Regions from separate parts of the Sus scrofa genome. Here region 1 is linked to region 2. A link is a contact called in public HiChIP or PLAC-seq data. All regions are on one chromosome and are shown on one strand. Each heading gives the region's core, a stretch centred on a gene start, on an enhancer-like site or on the middle of the called end of the contact. The rest is flanking DNA. Distances are from core to core; before and after follow the strand shown.

What was found. HiChIP or PLAC-seq counts read pairs in DNA pulled down with a chosen protein or histone mark.
Region 1: a contact with region 2 is called in an H3K27ac HiChIP or PLAC-seq map of skeletal muscle. The contact joins two enhancer-like sites. A contact is called at or near these places in 1 of 47 Hi-C or Micro-C datasets (psoas muscle) and 1 of 2 datasets of contacts at active chromatin or transcription factors (skeletal muscle).

Annotation. Positions count from the first base shown.
Region 1 is chr5:77,519,964-77,524,481 of Sscrofa11.1, reverse strand. The region is part of intron 1 of LOC110260771 (a long non-coding RNA gene); the gene reads left to right. Among named protein-coding and RNA genes, the nearest start is that of SLC38A4, 33 kb to the right of the region's middle. Within about 2 kb of position 2,406, at least 4 of the 83 cell types and tissues checked have an H3K27ac peak or open chromatin away from gene starts, as enhancers often do. A contact at or near this core is called in skeletal muscle, where this site is marked.
Region 2 is chr5:77,202,403-77,207,552 of Sscrofa11.1, reverse strand. The region is part of intron 1 of LOC106510390 (a long non-coding RNA gene); the gene reads right to left. All of the region lies in intron 1 of LOC102160630 (a long non-coding RNA gene), which reads left to right. Among named protein-coding and RNA genes, the nearest start is that of SLC38A2, 79 kb to the right of the region's middle. Within about 2 kb of position 3,237, at least 31 of the 83 cell types and tissues checked have an H3K27ac peak or open chromatin away from gene starts, as enhancers often do. A contact at or near this core is called in skeletal muscle, where this site is marked.

The DNA of each region.
Region 1 (4,518 bases), core at 1,157-3,656, 320 kb before region 2:
AGAACCAAATACTGGAGTTTCAGAGGAGTAAATATGTTATTGTCATTTATATTTTTCTAAAGACAACATTTCACAAGCCCCAGCCTAAGGAGTTCACTTTTAATTTTGTTCCAGTCTCTTGTTTCTGTAACATATGCAACTTCTGGTGTTTCTTGGATCACACATCCTGACTGAATGTTTGTATGCCCCCAGATTTGCATGTTGAAACTTAATCCCCAAGATGATGGCCTTTGGAGCTGGGGCTCTGAGGAAGTGATTAGGTCATGAAGGTGGAGTCCTCGTGAATGGGCTTAGTGCCCTCATAAAAGAGACCTCCCCAGCCTTCTGCCACGTGAGGAGGCAGGGAGGAGAGGCCATGTAAGCATGAGAAGTGGGCTCGCTGGTCACCGAATCTGCTGGCAACTTGGTCTTGAACTGGGCTTCCAAAACTGTTAGAAATAAATGTCTGTTATTTATAAGCCATCCAGTTGATGGAATTCTGTTATAGCAGCTCAAACTAAGATACATTTTATATTTGGTTGATTTGTCTATTTAAATAACAAGGGAGCCTAGACTTTTGGAATTCTTGCATGCCCCCAAATGTCTTAATTTTCCATGACCATTGGATTAATTTTTGTCTGGGTACAGTATTCTAATCCAGACGTTAGAATTTACAAACCGTTATTCCACTGCTGTATGTGAAACATCCGCTATCAACCTGATTCATGGTACCCTGCAGATAGTTAATTTTCCTCCAGAGATTTTTAAGGTTTTCTTTTTAGCTTAGGGTTCTAATATTTCTTAAATATGTCTAGATGTGTTTTTTTTTTTTTTTTAATTTACTGTCGTTGCCACTGAATAGAGTCGTTCCCATCTTTCTTCACCTAGTGCATTTCTACTCTTGTTTCCCAATTATTTCCTCTCTTTTTCCACCCGGTTTGCTACTCTTGAAACTCTATGTAGGTGGCTATTGGACTTAATGAAACGTAGCTTCCACATCACTCAGCTTATCTCCTACTTTTAAAATAGGCAATGGAGAATAACTAGCTAAGAGCAAGGTCTTTGGAATCAGATCCCCTGCATTTGCATTTCAGCTCTGCCACCTCGTTAGCTATGTGACTCTAGGCATGTTATTGACCCTCTCTGTGTATATACCAAGAGTTTTCGGCTCAGAGAGCTGTTATGAAAATTAACTATGTTATCATAACTGATGTACTTAGAACAGTCTAGCACATATTATGTACCACTGTCACTTTCTCATTGATTCTTTGCTCATATATTCTAAAGAGTTCCTTGAATTTATCTTCCATATCATCAGCTTTTCCAGGTGTCTAGTTATTTTGACCACTTATTAATTTTTTCATTCAGGCAAATGTACTTTTAATTTCAATAAATTCTCTCCAATTTTCTGATTGCTCTATTTTCATAGCAGATGGTTCTTTTTTTTTTTTTGGCAGCAAAATCATCTAAATTCTAATATTAATTTTTTTTTAAAGTGTAAGTCCTTGTTGGTTCACCAAGTTATGTCCTTTTCCCTAGGGTTAGTATTTCTTCTGTTTATCTTGGCCTTTCTCTTCCATGGTGTCAATTTTCCTTAAAGGCCTAGTAACCCCTGGTTTCCTTTGTATGTTTATGAATATTGATCAGTACACATACTGGGCTTGGTTTCCTTTGTAATTGTGTTCAATCTGGCTTTATAGCAGTCAAGAGTCCAAACAGAAAAGCAAAAACCACACTAGGCTTTTTAAACATGAATACAGATCAAATTGAATACAGAGACTCTTTGCATGATTGCTGAAAATTCTGGAGAAGCAAAAGATAAGATCAAGTCATTTGAAGATGAATAGCTATAGGGAACTGCGACCATCTCTGGGCTAAAGAGGAAAAACTTTACCCAAAGGCCAGGTCAGATGTGCTGCTAGGGCTCTTGCTACTGAAGCCCAGTTGCCTGAACAGGAACCTAGTAATTTGATCTAAATGGTTGGGATTGGGGTCTACAGACATAAATGCCTTCGAGGGTTTGGCATGCCCTATAGACGATGAAGCAGGTGGGCCAGTGGTCATGAAACAGCAAGGGTGGTACTATGGTTAGCTGGAGAATGCACATCTGGCTAGAAAGCATTTGCATGAAATTTTTACAAAATATTGTGCTAACATGAGTTTGCTATTTTTCTTGGAGTTGATATGAGCCACTTGTATCTTACTTTAACATTTCGTTATAATCATTTATCATCTCACGATTTGGGTTACGCTGTTCTAAACATCCAGTTGTTTTTTGTCCAGTGATTTTGAGGGTAGAGGAAAACGATTCTGTTCCTTTAAATACTTTGTAGTCTTTTTGTAGCTCTGACAAACAGGAGCTGAAGCATCATTATGAGTTGGATGCTCTCCAGATATGACTATCACTTTTCAGACCATAAAAGGAGCGATAGGATCCTTGGCAAATGGACCAGAACTGACTGAACCTCCGAGGGACTGACTCTATGCTGACTGGCACAGCAAGAAAAGGAAACAACGGAAAACAAAGTGGACCCATCATATGATTGCTTGAATTTCTTCCACATACTATTACATTGATGAGGGGAAAACGCATACAAAGACCAAGCAATTATCTTCGATACTAGAGGAAAGGAACCTAGAGGGTTTTGTGTCAAATGCATGCCAGGCACTGTACACGTGCCATTTTTCTTTTTCTCAAATCAACCACGTAAGTCAGACATGTTAGCCCATGTTATAGATGGCAACTTGAGACTTAGAGAATCGAAGTCCCTCGCCTAATCAAACAGCTAATTAACTGGCAGTTTTGCTATTCAAACGTAAATCTGTTTGACTTTAACACCTAGATTTTTCCCTCCAGAGCGTATTATCTCTTTATGAAGTCAGAAGTGAGACATTTCAGAGACCTTGGCGGCGTTCTCAACAAAGGGGCATATTTTGGGAGTTGTCAATTTCCCCCTAACAATATGTTGAAACACTTTTAAGTTTTAGACACTTGACTGGTTTAGTTGCGGGCAGAGCAGTAAATGGGTAGAGTTATTCCAACTTCACCTCCACTTAGACAGTTGTTGAGGCCAGTCAGGTGTTGAAGATCCCCTGGCAGTCTTTGCCCCATTCCACAAATAGAGCAGTGATGACTCGGGCATAGTGCTGGTATTAAACCCGTTTGCTCACACATGCACCCTGAGCTGTGGTCCCCAGTGACTTACCGCGTTTCTGAACGTGGACAGGCAGCCAGCTACTTCTAAAAATCCCAGCTAGGAATAGAAAGGAACTGAGAAACCAGATACTGCTCACCACTTCCAGCAACCTCACAGCAGCATAATGGAAAAACCAGAGCAGGCCTTCAGTAGTCAACTGAAATATTAAGTTCTGGGGTGTCAGCATTAGCCAACATGAAACGTCATTGTTCAAGGGGCAATCAACCCTATGACCCGCAGGACACGAGAGGCCTCTGGAAGCGGGGCAGTCCGTGAACACTGTATGGTTGTATCCTTTCGCACTGAAGGGCAGCATGCTGATATGTTTATGAGCATTTAATGGCACTGCCTAATACCACTGATTGGCTTAGTGTTAATCTTGGGTTTTATTCCTTCTGGGCTTTTATGATCCCTTACCTGGTTAGCTGCACCAGAACTGGCTGTGAAGGAGGCCAGTGAATGCTGCCTTCTGCATCCACGCATAAGGGACCAGAAGTCCATGGGGCCTAAGAAGGCCACAGCTCGGTATTTCTCTTGCCACCTCTTGTCTTGAAATCGTTGCGCCTAGAAAGCCCTTCATGCTTGCTCATATGAACTAAAAAGATCCTAAACGGCTTCCTAAAATCCTCTCTAACCCCATGGGCCTGGCCTCAAACTTTGGCCTGCATTGGTATTACCTGAGAGGCTTATTAAAAACGATTGTAGGCTTCCAGGGTAAAGCCTCCAAACGTCATCTCTAGCAAGTTCCAGGTGATGCCGATGTGACGGCACACTTTGAGCCCTGCTGCTCTGGCTGGATTCCCCAAAGCCACCCTAGAACCCATGCCTTTGGCAAGTCATCTAGCCTGGCCAAAGCCCTGTGCCGGAGACCCAAAGCTTTGTCAAAAGACACACTGAGGAAAAGTCAAGCTCTATTTTTTTTCCCCTTAAATGGGGGAAAGCCACAGGGATCCTTTAATTCAGTGGTTCTCAAAGTGTGGTTCCCCAACCAAAAATAGCAGCAGCCTCTGGGAACTTGTTGGGAATGCAGATTCTCAGGCCCCGCCCAAACCCGCTGAATCTGACCTTCTGTCGGGGGAAGCCCAGCGATCTGTGTGTTACACACACACCCGGCTCCCACTCCCTCATCTCCCACCGCTGGTCGCAATGAGACGGAGTGATCTTTTTCTTTCTCATTGACATTTTATTGTGATAATTGTAGATTCACTTGCAAACGCAAGGAATGGTATGGAGAGATTCCTTGTCGTTTTTCCCCATTGGTGGTAATGCTTTGCAAAAAACGTCATAACCAAGGTTTTAACACTCATAAAATGCACCGACTTTATGCTGATTTCTCCAGTTT
Region 2 (5,150 bases), core at 1,988-4,487:
AAGGTGGGTGATACCACACAGGTGGGATGGATCTATCATCATCAATATGCAGCTTTTCTCGGAGTTCCCATTGTGGCTCAGTGATAATGAATCCAACTAGCATCCGTAAGGAAGTGGGTTCGATATTGGCCTTGCTCATTGGATTAAGGATCTGGCATTGCCATGAGCTATGGTATAGGCCACAGATGTGACTTGGATCCCACAATGCTATGGCTGTGTTGCAGGCCAGCAGCTGCAGCTCCGATTGGCCCCCTCGCCTGGGAACTTCCAGATGTGTAGTTAGACAGTAGGAATACAAAAATAACTAAGGTATGCAAGAGAGAATCATCTGGAATCTTTATTCAAGATTTCTATTGGAGTTCCTGTTGTGGCTCAGTAGGTTAAGAACCTGACATAGCATCTGTGAGGATGCAGGTTGGATCCCTGACTTCGCTCAGTGGGTTAAGGATCAGGTGTTGCCACAAGCTGCAGCATAGGTCACAGATGCAGCTTGGATCTAGGGTTGCCAGTGGCTGTAGCATAGGCCTGCAGCTGCAGCTCTGATTTGACCCCCAGTCCAGGAACTTCCATAAGGTGCAGGTGCAGCCATAAAAAAAAAAAAAAAAAAAAAAAAGTTTCTATTATTTGAAATACTTACTTAGAAAATTCATCATTCTCTGAGAATATCATAAAACCAACATGTGTTTTAAAATGATAAATTTAGGAGAAGCACACGAAAGAAAGAGGGTTTTTTATTTTTCACTTTCCTTCCTCAATTTTGTAGTAATTGAATCAACTGGCTTAACTAAAAATTATAATTTAGTGTAAAATGAATCATTTAAGATACAAAAATCTTGGCAATAAGGACAAGTCACAACTCAGTTACACCCACACACTCTTTCTAATCAACTGCTATATTGATACCAGCTTCCATCATGAATATGAAACTGCAATATGCAAAAGACTTTTTTCCCTCCACTGAGGGTCCCCCAGCTTGGAATCCTACTTCTTCTGGATCTAAATCAACATCAGAATATTCCCCAGAAGAAGCCAGACACCAATGATATATACTATTTTATTCCATTGATACCTAAATTAAAAAAAAAAAAGAGAGAGAGAGAGAAGCTAATCTACATTATCAGAAGTGAGGATAGGATGCATGCTGGAATGCTTCCAGTATGCTGATAAGGTTTTGTTTCTGGATCAGGGTGGTGATTACACAGGTGCCTTCAGTTTGTAAATCCCACTCAGCACTCCATACTGGAAAATTCTGGTAGCAATTTTTTATATAGTTTTGAAGGCCATAGGGAACCTTAGAGAGTGCTAAGCACTGGACCAGCCACTGTGCAGATTTCTAACAATGCACGTGCCACCTTTCCTTTCCCACCCAAACGAGACAGCTGTGATGTGAAGGAAAAAGACTGAGCTGTGTGGGTCCAAGCTAACAGTCACCACTCTGAGCCTTGGTTTTCCGAGCTACATCCGAACTCTAAGGCTCTCTGCTCTACAGTTCCCTCTGGTCAGTCATGGTTGCCACTTTGCTCTTTCCATCTAAAGCAGCGTTTTAGATGCTCTGAACAACACTCTTAGCAAACCTAGAAATATTTTTTAACATTGTTTCAGCCCGGCTGATGGCCAGTTTAGAACAAATCTCCTGTCAAGGTCTGGTGCCTGACCTGCCGAATTCCTTAAAAGACACTGGACTGGCAGGCAGTAATATATCATATGCCCGGCGAGGATACAAAATGTCCCAGATGTTGCCATGACTCTCAAGGAGCAGTTGGAGTTCACTTTAGTACTTCTAAAAATATGATGGGATAGCCCTCCCTGGATGGTTTCCTTTAGACACTAGACCATCAATTAATGGGCGAGAAACAGCTATTATAAGAGAGCTTTGAGGAAAAATGTACACTATTAAATCAGTCCTTAATGTGTGGTTTTTCCGTACTGAATCTTCATTCAGTTTTTAGCCCAAATCCTACCCTAAACTGAACGCCAGGTTTGGGCTTAACACTGTGTATAATAGGACTGTTTTCTAAATCGGGCATCATGAGCCTGCCTCTTTGTTTACTCCTGTAATTGTAAATGCACGGAGGTGTTCCCAATAAAGCCATGTTCTCATGTATCTTTCCACCCTCCCCACTTCCACCCTCCCTCTTGCGGGCACCATGACCCTACAGAGTGCACGGGTAACATCTCTTGGAAACGGCTGTGTCCTGTATCACTTTCTAGTGTTCTATGTATCATTTGTTAAACATATTTTTAGAATCGATTCTGCCAGAGGCCAGGAGCTACAGCTATGTCCTAATGAGTTGCACATATAGCCCTGTCCCCATAGAGAACTGACCGCCAAAACGGATATGGCCAGGAGCCCTGGGCTACTCGACCAGAGGGAATTAAGAGGGTCCTATGGAGGCTCATCGGAGGCCAGCAAAGGCTTTCTGGAAAAGTTCCATCCAGCCTGAGACCTGAAGGTTGGAATTCTCCAACTGAAGGAGGAGTGTGGGGGTGGGGAGAAGGTGGGGGTGGGGAGAAGGTGGGGGTGGGGAGAAGGTGGGGGTGGGGAGAAGCTGAGGGTGGGGAGGTGGGGAAAAAAAATGGGAGAAAAAGACCATCTCAGGCAGAGGAGGCCACAGAAGCCCAGCCTGAGCCTCGGGGAACCAACACAGGCTTTCAGCAGGACCCAAATGCCCAGTCTGAGGGCAGGCAGTGATCATTTGCAGGTGACAGCCTTGCTATGGTACAAAGAATGTTGGTGAGAAGTGCTCTAAAGCTCACATACTGAGCTTGACCCTGTGTGCATGTTCCCAGATGCTGTCCCATCTCCCGAGAATGCAGCCCCAGAAACAGGAACCAGAATTCTACTCAATCCTCTGTATCTCTTATCAGCCTGTGCAGTTTGCACAACTATTTGGGGTCCCTTCAGAGGGAGGGGAGGGCTCCACTGCCTGTTGTCTGCAAGCTTGCATCTGAGAAGCCCTCCTCATGAAGGCCAGTGGGGACTGTGAACAGTCAGAGCAAACCCAGAGCCAGGGAATATCCTGAGCCTTTCACATATATTTGGAGATTTTCTCTTTTCATTCTTACAACCTCTCTGAGCCTGCCTATTGGTTTTTTCCTGTGCTTTTTGTCCACACGATGGGATACACTATTATCCCTCTTCTACAGATGAGGAAGTTGAAGCTCAGAAGGCTGAGTAATTTTGTCCGAAGTCACACAGCTCATGACTAAAGAGAAGCACTGGAACCCAGACAGTCCAGCTCCAGCTGGAGCTCTCAGGCGCCCCCCTCCACGGCTCTCGACTCCAGCCCCGCGATGAGCGCAGCAAGCCTTGCTTCCCTCCAGGAGCTGGGGGACGTGGATATAAACCACTACCCAGAGCACAGGGGCTTTACTAGAAATATGAGTCACCTGACTGCAACTGAAAAAACAAACTTTAAGGAGACATAGTCCACCATATGTACACAAAACAGAACACATTCTGCCTAAGAGAAATGGCTACTTCATTTCAGCTATCTCATTGCCTTCTCATAAGCACTGTGCAAGGGAGACAGCATCTCGCCATCTGACGTAAGAGGAAACAGGCTAAGCGAAGTTGTGTAGCCAGGTCCAGGTGGTGAAGCCAAGGTTCTTTCCCTATTCGTTGCAACCCCCTTAAAGCACAGCACTGTGTCTTTGGTCCTAAAAGGTGGCATCCATTTCAGGGAGCTTCTCTTTGACACAGAGAATAAGGGGAAGTGTTTTTGTTCAGGCAGTTACCAGATCCACTTCCTAAACTCTGCAACAGGAAGCTGGTGCAAACACACCAAAACATCGTGCTCACGGCAGCCTGACTGCTTAGAGAGACCTCTAGCTCCAGACTATTCCATCTGAGGCTGAGCGGGACTCCACGGAGGGCACTGTAAGGTAGAAGGATGTCCAGTTGGAGTTCTAGATCCCACTTGGCAGCGGGAGAAGGTGTTTGAAGAGTTTGGCAAAAGTGGAAAGGGAAAAAGAGGAAAAAGTGAGGGGAAGGGGGAGGGGGTCATGGATCAGACACCACAGCACAATCAAAGCTTTGATCCTTCCATCAGGATCTTCCTTCAACAGTAAAGGTTGCCTAGCCTAGGCTGGTCAATCCAAACTTAAGCGTCTTCCTGGAAAACAAAAACACAGCTACAGGACTTCTCTTGTAGTACAGTGGGTTAAAGATCCAGCATTGTCCCTGCAGCGGCTCGGGTCACTGCTGTGGCTCCGATTCGGTCTCTGGCCAGGGAAGAACTTTCATGTGCCACAGCCATGGCCAAAAAAAAAAAAAAAAAAAGAAAGAAAGAAAGAAAAAAAGCTGTACAGCCAGGGTTTATAGCCAAGATTTCAGGAGAGGAAGGTCCATTTTAGCCCTGAAGTGTAAGATACATTGCTCCAAAGACTAGGGGAGGGGAGGGAATGAAAAGTATAACTTTGCTTTTAAACATGGACTTCAATTTTATAATAACAGCTTCCTTCTCCCTCCTCCAAAGCCCCATCCTGTGAAATAATGCCGTTTGTACTAAGTCTGCCTGCCATTATAGAACCTGAAGATCAGTTTAGATCCAGTTTTGTTCTTATATTAGGTGGGGCAAGAGCAAAAAGGGGGCAAGGTATTAGACTTCCCAATGAGTAGGAAAAAGACAAGAACCATGTAGAGGAAAGTAAAAGTAAACCAGCATTTGAGTATCAAAAAGAGCAATGATTCAATAAGAATCCAACAAAGGAAGAGCTGTGTGGCTGAGTCAAAATAGTAGTGACTTGTGTGAAAAACAAAGGAAAGTGACTCTTGTCCCTTCTGGCCAAGGACTGCATGGAGCCTGGGGGCAGCCGGCTTTCCCTTGGGGCTGCTTGGAGGATTAGGTAAATATAAACCTCTTCAAATAACCCAAGAAGTGAGAAATTGAAAGCATAGCAAGCTGGAGTAGTCATCAGAGGATATATTTAGGAGAGCATATTTTGCAGGCTAGAATTACAGCGCAACAAGATGCAGTCAATTAAAAGTATTTAAGGATGAGTTGCTATGATTGGGAGGGAATTATAATCTATGACCAAGAGTCAGAAGAGACCACCATTCTTCAAAGGTCAGGCAATAATTTTAATAAATCGGCTCATTCACCATTGTCCCAACTGCCAGTTTCTACATCAAGACTACTTCAAGATTT